Regions from separate parts of the Mus musculus genome. Here regions 1 and 3 are each linked to region 2. The links are chromatin contacts, called in public Hi-C maps. All regions are on one chromosome and are shown on one strand. Each heading gives the region's core, a stretch centred on a gene start, on an enhancer-like site or on the middle of the called end of the contact. The rest is flanking DNA. Distances are from core to core; before and after follow the strand shown. Region 1 holds the start of Camta1 (calmodulin binding transcription activator 1). Region 2 holds the start of Clcn6 (chloride channel, voltage-sensitive 6). Region 3 holds the start of Vamp3 (vesicle-associated membrane protein 3).

The links. A called contact is a pair of places that touch in the nucleus more often than the background predicts.
Region 1: a contact with region 2 is called in a Hi-C map of CD8 T cells, with 6 times the contacts expected there. The contact joins the promoter of Camta1 here to the promoter of Clcn6 in region 2. A contact is called at or near these places in 3 of 484 Hi-C or Micro-C datasets (CD4 T cells, CD8 T cells and neutrophils).
Region 3: a Hi-C map of B cells shows a contact between it and region 2, with 6 read pairs. The contact joins the promoter of Vamp3 here to the promoter of Clcn6 in region 2. A contact is called at or near these places in 2 of 39 promoter capture datasets (liver and pre-B cells), 4 of 484 Hi-C or Micro-C datasets (B cells, CD4 T cells and erythroblasts) and 1 of 9 other capture datasets (liver).

What each region holds. Positions count from the first base shown.
Region 1 is chr4:151,860,484-151,863,183 of GRCm38.p6, reverse strand. Camta1 (calmodulin binding transcription activator 1) reads left to right here and starts at 1,416. Exons shown (of 24, transcript NM_001081557.3): 1 at 1,416-1,559. The coding sequence starts at 1,515. The region is part of intron 2 of Gm42357 (a long non-coding RNA gene); the gene reads right to left. It overlaps 9230110K08Rik (a long non-coding RNA gene), which reads right to left and starts at 1,440. Exons shown (of 2, transcript XR_390981.3): 1 at 327-1,440; 2 at 1-20.
Region 2 is chr4:148,037,373-148,040,072 of GRCm38.p6, reverse strand. Clcn6 (chloride channel, voltage-sensitive 6) reads left to right here and starts at 1,260. Exons shown (of 23, transcript NM_011929.3): 1 at 1,260-1,392; 2 at 2,100-2,159. The coding sequence starts at 1,306. Mthfr (methylenetetrahydrofolate reductase) reads right to left here and starts at 996. Exons shown (of 12, transcript NM_010840.3): 1 at 941-996. RefSeq lists promoters at 1-655, 908-1,097, 908-1,546.
Region 3 is chr4:151,056,567-151,059,266 of GRCm38.p6, reverse strand. It overlaps Vamp3 (vesicle-associated membrane protein 3), which reads left to right and starts at 1,314. Exons shown (of 5, transcript NM_009498.4): 1 at 1,314-1,393. The coding sequence starts at 1,392. It overlaps Gm38529, which reads right to left. Exons shown (of 2, transcript XM_017320565.2): 2 at 211-2,700. The coding sequence starts at 1,826. The coding sequence ends at 1,257.

The DNA.
Region 1 (2,700 bases), core at 167-2,666, 3.8 Mb before region 2:
CGATCGACTTTTCAGTGTTTCTGCTAGTAGCAAACGGAGAGAGAGAGAAAAAAATGTTGAGGAATCAAACAGTGCAAGTTTACAGAGAGGATCTGGAGCTCAGCTGCTTTTCATTAAAGTGCATTCTCCTTCCTTCCCTCCCGCTTCCCTTCAGTGCACCTGCAGAATCCCTGCATGGTGTTTGCCCTCCCTCTTCTCCTTCCCTTTTATTTTTCTATGTGCGGAATTCCTGCACTCTGCCCTTCCCCTCCCTCTCTCCTTCCATCCTTTCCTCTATTTTCTGGCCACGTTCAGAGCCCCTGATTTCTCTCGAGAAGGCGCAGTACTTTGCAGCTCTTCTGGCCCGGGCTTGTGTCTGCAGGGCGTGCGAATCTCTCCGGTGTGGACCTACAGGCAGGAGAGCTGCGCGGAGCTGCGGCTGGAACCCGACCGAAGCGCCGGGAGCCCGGGAGGGATTGGCTAGGCTAGCCGAGGTCGAGCGTTCCGAGCCCTAGATCCGCGGCTGCAGCCTGGGACAGGCACCTATGACTCATCGGCTCCGCCGGTCACATGGGCAACGTGACCAAAATAAAGTTTCAGTATTTTAAGCCGCTAGAAAAGGGGACAGAGGAGCGCAAGGCAGGCGGGAGCGTAGGGTGGCCGCGGGGACGCTGCGCCGGCCGAGGGGGCGGGGCTGAGGCCAGGAAGGGGCGGGATTTGGCCGAGGGGCGTGGTCTGCCGGGAGGTGCGCCCCTCCCCCGTGTCGGGCAGCGACGCCCCGACTCTCGGCTAAACGGTTCGGGAACGCTGTGAACCGGCACGCCTCGGTGCCTTACGTATCCCTCCGGCAGGGCCGCCCCCCGCCAGCGCCGCAGGCTGCGGGATCCCGGAGATCCCAGCGTGTCCTCCGAAGACACCGGGACCCCCACGCGCCAGCAGCGGCTTCCCCGGGAACGTCCTTCAGCTCCCGGAGCACGCGGGAAAAGCCCCAGCACACCAATGAGCGAGCGCCTTCCTCATGACGGTCACGCTGGGGGGCGGGGCTTCCCACAGCCGTTCCCGAGTTCCGGGAACCCCCTTTGATTGGTCTGGACGGCTTGGGAAACACTGTAGTGACGTCCAATCAAAACACCACGTCTCGGCCTCGAGGAAATATTCCGTGTCAGCCTCATCCTGATTGGGCCATCCTTTCGACCTCTGTCCACTAGGAAGCTTTGTTTAGGTCTGGAGGGCGGGTTTTCCCGGGAGTGGGTGGGGAGGGGGCGTTGATTCCAGGCCAATCACTTTAGTCGGTGCGGTGGTGATCAGCCAATGGACAGGGTGGATAGGACGCTCCTCCCGGAGAGTAGTGAGACCCCTGGTGCGGTCCGATTGGTCGCGGGAGCCGTGACTGGCAGACGCACCAACCAGTGGGCGCTGTGCGTGGGCCGCGGGGCGGGGCCAGGGCGGGTGCGCGGCGGCGGCGGGGTGGCTGGGCCGGCGGCGGCGGCGGTACGAGGCGCGCGCTCGGGGTCCCGGTCGCGAGGAGGAGGAGGATGTGGCGCGCGGAGGGGAAATGGCTGCCGAAAACAAGCCGGAAGGTGAGAGCCGGAGCGTGAGGGCCCGGGGCTGTCAGGGTGGCGGCGACACGGCGAGCCCGGGGCCGCGCCGGACATCCCGGGCATCGGCGGCGCGGGGCGCGAGCGCGGGGGCGCGGCGGGCGCGGGGAGGGCGCCGGCGGGGTGGGGGGGGCGGAGCGCGGCCGAGTCCTGAGGTGACTCGCGGGCCGGCCGAGCGGGGCGCCCCGCACCCAGCCCCGGGGGCGGCAGGCCGGGGCGGGGGGCGCGCGGGGCGGGGGCCGGGCCCAGCGAGGAGGAGGAGAAGCCGCGACGCCTCCCGCACCCGGCCCGGGGCATCCCCGCCGTGTCGGTCGGGGTGTCAGGGGGCCGCGGGGCGGAAAGTTTCCCGGGCCGCGGGGGCTCGCGGGCACCGGTGCCGGCGGCCGTAGCGGCGTCAGGGCCGGACGTTCCCCTCCACAGCCCCCCTCGGGCCGCGCGGCGCCTCCTAGCGCCGGCGTGGGGGGTGTCCCCGCGCGGGTCCCCGCCAGGGGGCCCCCCTCGTGCCGAGCGCCCCTCGGCCGAGGCCCCGGGCGACCCCTCCCCCAGCAGGGCCGGGGTCCTCGCGCGGCCTCCCCGCCCCTCACAGCATGCTCTTCCACACTTGCCCTTGCACCCTCACTACCGGGAGGGTGGGGTCTCCACACTGCCATGCCCTTTACCTTCCGTGACCCCGATCCTCTCCGAGCACTGAGGGTTCCGTGTCAGCCTGTCCCCTTTTTGAGGGGACTCTCGTGGGGCCGCGGAGCCTCTGCACGCTGGGTTAATCTTTTTTTTTTTTTTTGGCCAGGACAAGGGGACTCGGGGCTACCCATGTTCTTCCTTCTTAGCTCACCCAGTGGCTTGTGGGGCCCTGTGCAGCTCTGAAGTCATTTCTAAATAGGCAGGCAGACACTTCTTCCAGATCTGTACTCTTTCCGTACACTTTCCTGGGTTAGGGTGAGCTCATTTCCTGAACACCCTTCGAGTTGCCCTCTTTCTTGTTGGGAAAACCGGACGCTCCAATGCTCCTCTCCCTAGCTGTCTGCCTCTCTCCTTGGAGTTCCCTGTCTGGGCCAGGGTGGGCGCCCCAGTAAGATGTAGGGCAGGCAGGACTTCCGATGTGCCTACCACTTGAGTGTAAGGG
Region 2 (2,700 bases), core at 11-2,510:
CACCCGGCTCGGTTTAAGCATTTCTAACAGTTCCCACCCCCTATCCATTATTAGTTGAGCTCCCAAATCACACAAGGATGAGCCTGTGAACCGACAAATTTGTTTACCCTTCTACTGTCCAGTCCCCTGCCTGTGACTGGACCAGAAAGACCAGTCTCAGGCGTGGCATCGCCAGTGCCTGGCAGAGTAGTAAAACAGGCAGTACTCACTGGGCTCAAAACTGCCAAGACCTCCACACCAATCTCAAAATGCCTCGCTGCCACCTACTGATCATTTAAATAAGACTGACAAACACTGAGCCCACCACTCCCGGAAGAGTTGTGATAGATGCATGTGAACTGCAGGATGCTATGGACACCTGGGCGTTGAAACTAATGGTCGGTCCACTCTTCCTTTCCAGATGCTGTCAGGGAGATGGGTTTAAGAGACTATGGCAACCAGGCATGACAACGCACATATTTAATCTCAGCTCGCAGGAGGCAATGGATCTCGGAGTTCGAGGCCTGATCTACAGAGAGTTTCAGAACAGCTAGGGCTACACAGAGAATCTGTCGCGAAAACCAAACCAAACCAAACAAAATCCCAGAGAGCGAGCGAGAGAGCTAGACAGACAGACACTATGGCAGGCAGCCACCATGGCCTGAGGGATGGTAATCGGGTCACCTGGTCAATGGGTCACAGGCCGTGGCGGGGATGCGGGTCCCAGAAGGCTGCAGGGTCTGGATCACTGCCCCAGATCCAGGATTCCTTTAACTTTGAGATACCTTCCTGCAGGTAGTGGGGCTGGGGTGACAGCCTCCATGAGTATTCATAGGCCCTAAGGAGCCTTCACGTGCAAAGGGCCGGCCAGCACCTAACCGCCTGCCCACAGGTCTAGCTTGCGGTGGTGTGTTCCCGACTCTGCGAATCTATCCGCAGCGTCCCAAGCCTTTTGCGTTACCTCTTGCGTCAGATCGGTGGCGGCGAGGGTGCCACCTCCCTAGGGCTGGCGAAGAAGGCGGGGCGGAGCTGTCGGTTGCTAAGGGAAACAGGACGAGCGGCAGGCGGAAGCCACATCTACGAGACGAGACGACGGCCGGAAGTCCCGCCCCAACATGGCCGCGCCCAGAGGTCTCAGGGGAAGCCAGCCAAGTACTGCGTCATGTGACGCGAGCCCTCGCCCCACCCGTCTGCAGCCACTCCCTGTCTCCGGACCCAGAGCTCGAGAGGGCCACGTGACCCTCCCGGGGCCAGTCACGTGAGGCGCGGATCCTGGGTGGGAGGGGGGTTGGCCTAGGTGGTCCGGAGCGGCAGCAAAGGAGGAAGATGGCGGGGTGCAGGGGGTCCGTGTGCTGCTGCTGCCGGTGGTGTTGCTGCTGCGGTGAACGGGAGAGCCGCACCCCCGAGGAGCTGGTGAGCGGCTGCCTGGCTGGGGAAGGGGTGGCTACGGAGGGATGACAGGATGACAAGAGGCGTTGCCGGGGGTGGGGCCGCGCCGGACCGCGCCTGCAGGTGGCAGCGGGTGGGGCCCGGAGACCGCTGCCTGGGCTCGGGAAGCATCCAGCTTACCTCCGCGTGCCCCAGCCAGAGTTCTGTTCTATAACCTCTCTCTGGACTCCGAGGGAGGGCCTCGGCCAGCTTGAATTAATGCCGTCCATATTCTCTTTGAGTTTTGAACGAAGCAAGCATTGTAGAATGAGCCCTTGCGCGGGACGTGACGCCCATGCCGTTGGTGTAGTTTCTCTGGCCTGTTCTTATTCTCTACCCTTCACTCTTTCTGGGTCACTGGTGATCCAGCTTCCCCGTGCAAAGCAAGCTGGGAAAACTTGAGTTGTGTTCTCAGAATTGATTCATTCCCCCCGATTCCGTAGTCAGTCTATTGTCAAATGAAACACGAATTTTCTCCTCCAACGAAGCTGCCATCAGACATCTTTCAGGTGTCCTGAAGGTGAGCATTACGATTTAAAGAATTCGCCGATCAATAGAAATGTAGAGCTCATGGTTTTGAAACATTGTTCCTCTTTGAAGATGGCTCTAGCTAATTTCGATTTTAATAATACTACCCTCCTTGTACCCTTAACCCATTAAAAGATCTCCATTCTGTGAATCTGTTTTTCTAGACCATCCTTGGGGAGACACAGGAAGAAGAGGATGAGATTCTTCCAAGGAAAGACTATGAGGTGAGGTGTTCCAGATGCTGTCCTGGGTAACTGGTGTAGTGAGAGGACTGAGTGCTTCAGGCCTCCAACCAGAGATGCTCTTTGACCCTCTGCCTCAGGGAATGGGGGAGATGACTGCCTAGCAAGTCCTTAACCTGGTCCCACAGTCTGGTGGTGATGCATTCCAGTTCTGCCTGGATATAGAGCGTGTTTGCCATTAAACCTTCCAGGGACCCAGGGTCGAAGCTCTTCCCTGTGAGTGCTCAAAACAGTCTCTCTCGTGAGCTGTGAGGAGACCTTGCCTCTCTCTCTTCTGCCCTATTCTGGATTATAGTTTCCAGTTTCAGATATGAAACTTTGAAGAGTGTGGGGCCACATGTTGTGGTTCCTTTTAGTTTGCCACTGGACTTGGGAGGCTGAGATGGGAAGAGCTCTTCTGGAGACTCACAAAGGCTGCTCCATCAATCCTATCCCAACCTCTTATTTTTTGAAAAAGATTTATTTATTTAATTAATGTATATGAGTATACTGTAGCTGTCTTCGGACACGGATTCCTATTACA
Region 3 (2,700 bases), core at 65-2,564, 3.0 Mb before region 2:
CCCATGAATTCCCAACGCTTAAGCTTAAGGGTGACATTGAACCTCTTAACCTTTTACCTAAAAGCTTTCGTTGCGATTATGGGTGTGCTAACAGCCTGGGTCTACGTGGTTCTGGGGATCAAACCCAGGGCTGCATATTAGACAAGCACTCTGCCAACTAAGTACACTCTTTAGCTCTACTAGGTAGTTGGCTGGGTTGTGTGTGTGTGGTTTTTGTGTGTGTTTTTTTTTTTTTTAAGACCCTTTCCAGCTTACCTCACAAGGCCTCCCTGCTAGGTATTCTTCGTCACTGTTCCAGTCCTCTTGGCTGTAGAGTTCTGTTATCTCTCTGGTAGGACTTCACTTCTGATCTACCTCAGAACTAGTGCCAGTTTCACACTCTGAACCTCCCACCAGGAGCCCACTGCATTTTCTGTTCACTGTTTAAGCCCGGCCCCACACTCTCCATTTCCTCCTATCCAGAATGGTTTTTATAACTACTACTCAACCTAGTACCCACTGGTGTGGCGCTCTTTAATTGCAACACACACCTTTGGGAGTTACCATGCTGAAGTGGAAAAATACCTTAGTGTATTTCATTGAGTGAATCCACCAACGGAGTTTATTTAGTCTGTTTTAGACCTTGTTGGGATTCTTTTCCACATAACTACTCACCCCCGTTGAACAAAAATTGAGTGTCGTCTCCGCAAGGGCCAGGGAATTACAGAAATGAAGAACCTTACAGTTCTCTAAGCCAAGGCTCCCTTTAGGGATTTAATATCCGTGCAATGGCAAATATTTGTCATGTGAGAACCTGAGAGGAGACTTCTCCCAAATCCTGTGGCCAAGACTCCACATGGACTTCCTACTGCCTCTTTCTCAGAAAAGAACTTTGTCTCCTCAGGACCACTAGATTATTCTGGAACGTTAGGCACGTCCGCTGTTTCTAACATGAGAGACAAGGTATGCGGGCTCACAGTAATGTAAAACGTACCCATTCTCACTCTAAACTGCCTTTCCAGGGCTAGAGACAGGGCAGCAGAGACACTGCAGGGAGCTGCTGTGATTCCTTGGCGGCGAAGAGCCCAGCCCAAAGGCGCAGGCGCCGCGCTCTAGCCCCGCCCACTTGTCCACCGAGAACGCCCGCCCACTCGTCAGCGCCGGCGCTACTTCAGCGCAAGCTCTGGCCCCTCCCACTCCGCTCTGCTCCGAGGTGACAGCCCGCGCTGCGCCCGGCTCGATTCCTATCCCGCCCATTTCCGGCGCGCCCCTGGCGACTAAGAGCGCGTCGCGGGTTCCGGTCCGGCCACCGCTCGTGACGTCACCACGGCCCCGCCCATCTCCTCAGCCTCGGTTGCCTGCAGCGCGAGTCCGTCGACCCTCGGCCATTCGCCGCCGCCACCGCCGCCAAAATGTGAGTGACGCGCTGCGCTGAGAGGCGAGGCGGGCTCCGGGGATGGTGGCCCACTCCTGCGACCCGCTTCAGGCGCGGTGGCCGCTGCTTGACACTCGGACTCGAGTGGAGGCCTCGCAGGCCTACGCGCGGAGTCCCGGGGCCTGAGGTGGGCAGCGGCCCCGCGGTGCACCCTGTCCCCGGACGCTGCGGGACGAGTCGTGGCGCCGCGACGTCCCCGAGTGCCCCGCGGACGGCGGGCAGACGCGGAAGGACGGGGGTGGGGACACCGCCTGACCGAGGAAGCGGCCGCCACACCCCGCGGCTCCTTCCTCGCGAGGGGCGGGAGCGAGCGTGAACGCTCACTCTGTGCGCGGGGTGCGCCCGGCAGGAGCGGGAGACCTGAGGTGGCCGGGAGCCCGTCGTAGGCCAGCGTTTGGCGCTCCCGACGCATCTGGGCAATGGGTTTCTCTTCCGTTTTAAGCCAGCACACTCTGGTTTTAAAATTGGTTTCTAATTGCAACCTTCAGCCAGAATTGTTGTCACCACTTAAGATGTACCTGGTCAGACTGCTGAGCAAATGGCAGTGTCCGGTCCACACTCAAGAGGATTAAATTGGTTCAGTTCAGCCAGCCGCATGTTCAGCCTAAGTTTTAATAAGATGGGAAGGATCGTAGTATCCTCTTTAGTGATATTAGACTTTAAAGAGAGAAAAAATAAATAACATGGATAGTGCTTCCAGAGCACGGTCCTTACCTGTTTAATTTTCGGACCCTGAGTTATGTGAGACAGCCATCAGTGATGTGTCCTTGGTGGTAGACACAGTGCAAACTTTAAAAAGTGCTGTGAGTCAACCCTAGAGTGACAGTTGTGTAGGAAGGCAAAAATTGGAAGCTGTTTTAGATACAAGAGTTTAATGGAGGCAATAAGGACTTAAAAACCAGAGTACTTGTGAAAAGTGGGGATGAGTGAAAATCCAGACTCACTGAACCTATGAGAGATGAATGACTTTCCAACAGAGACAGTTGCTTCAGCCTCCTTCCCGTTCATACAGACCCCCTCCATGCACTTTGAACCTATTTCTTCATATTGTCTGTTCTGTGATTGTTCCTAATTATCAGCCACAACAAAAAGATCAGGAGTCTACTTTAAACATCTGTGTGTCTTAAAGCAAGTTTAAAAAAAAAAAAAACCCACACTTTATTGACATAGAACAGATCTTGTTAAATATTTGTTTCAGACTTTTATCACTATCAAGTGATACAGTCTTAAGAATTATTGAGGGGTTATAAAAACATATTAGTGCCTTTATTTTTTACCTTGGGACT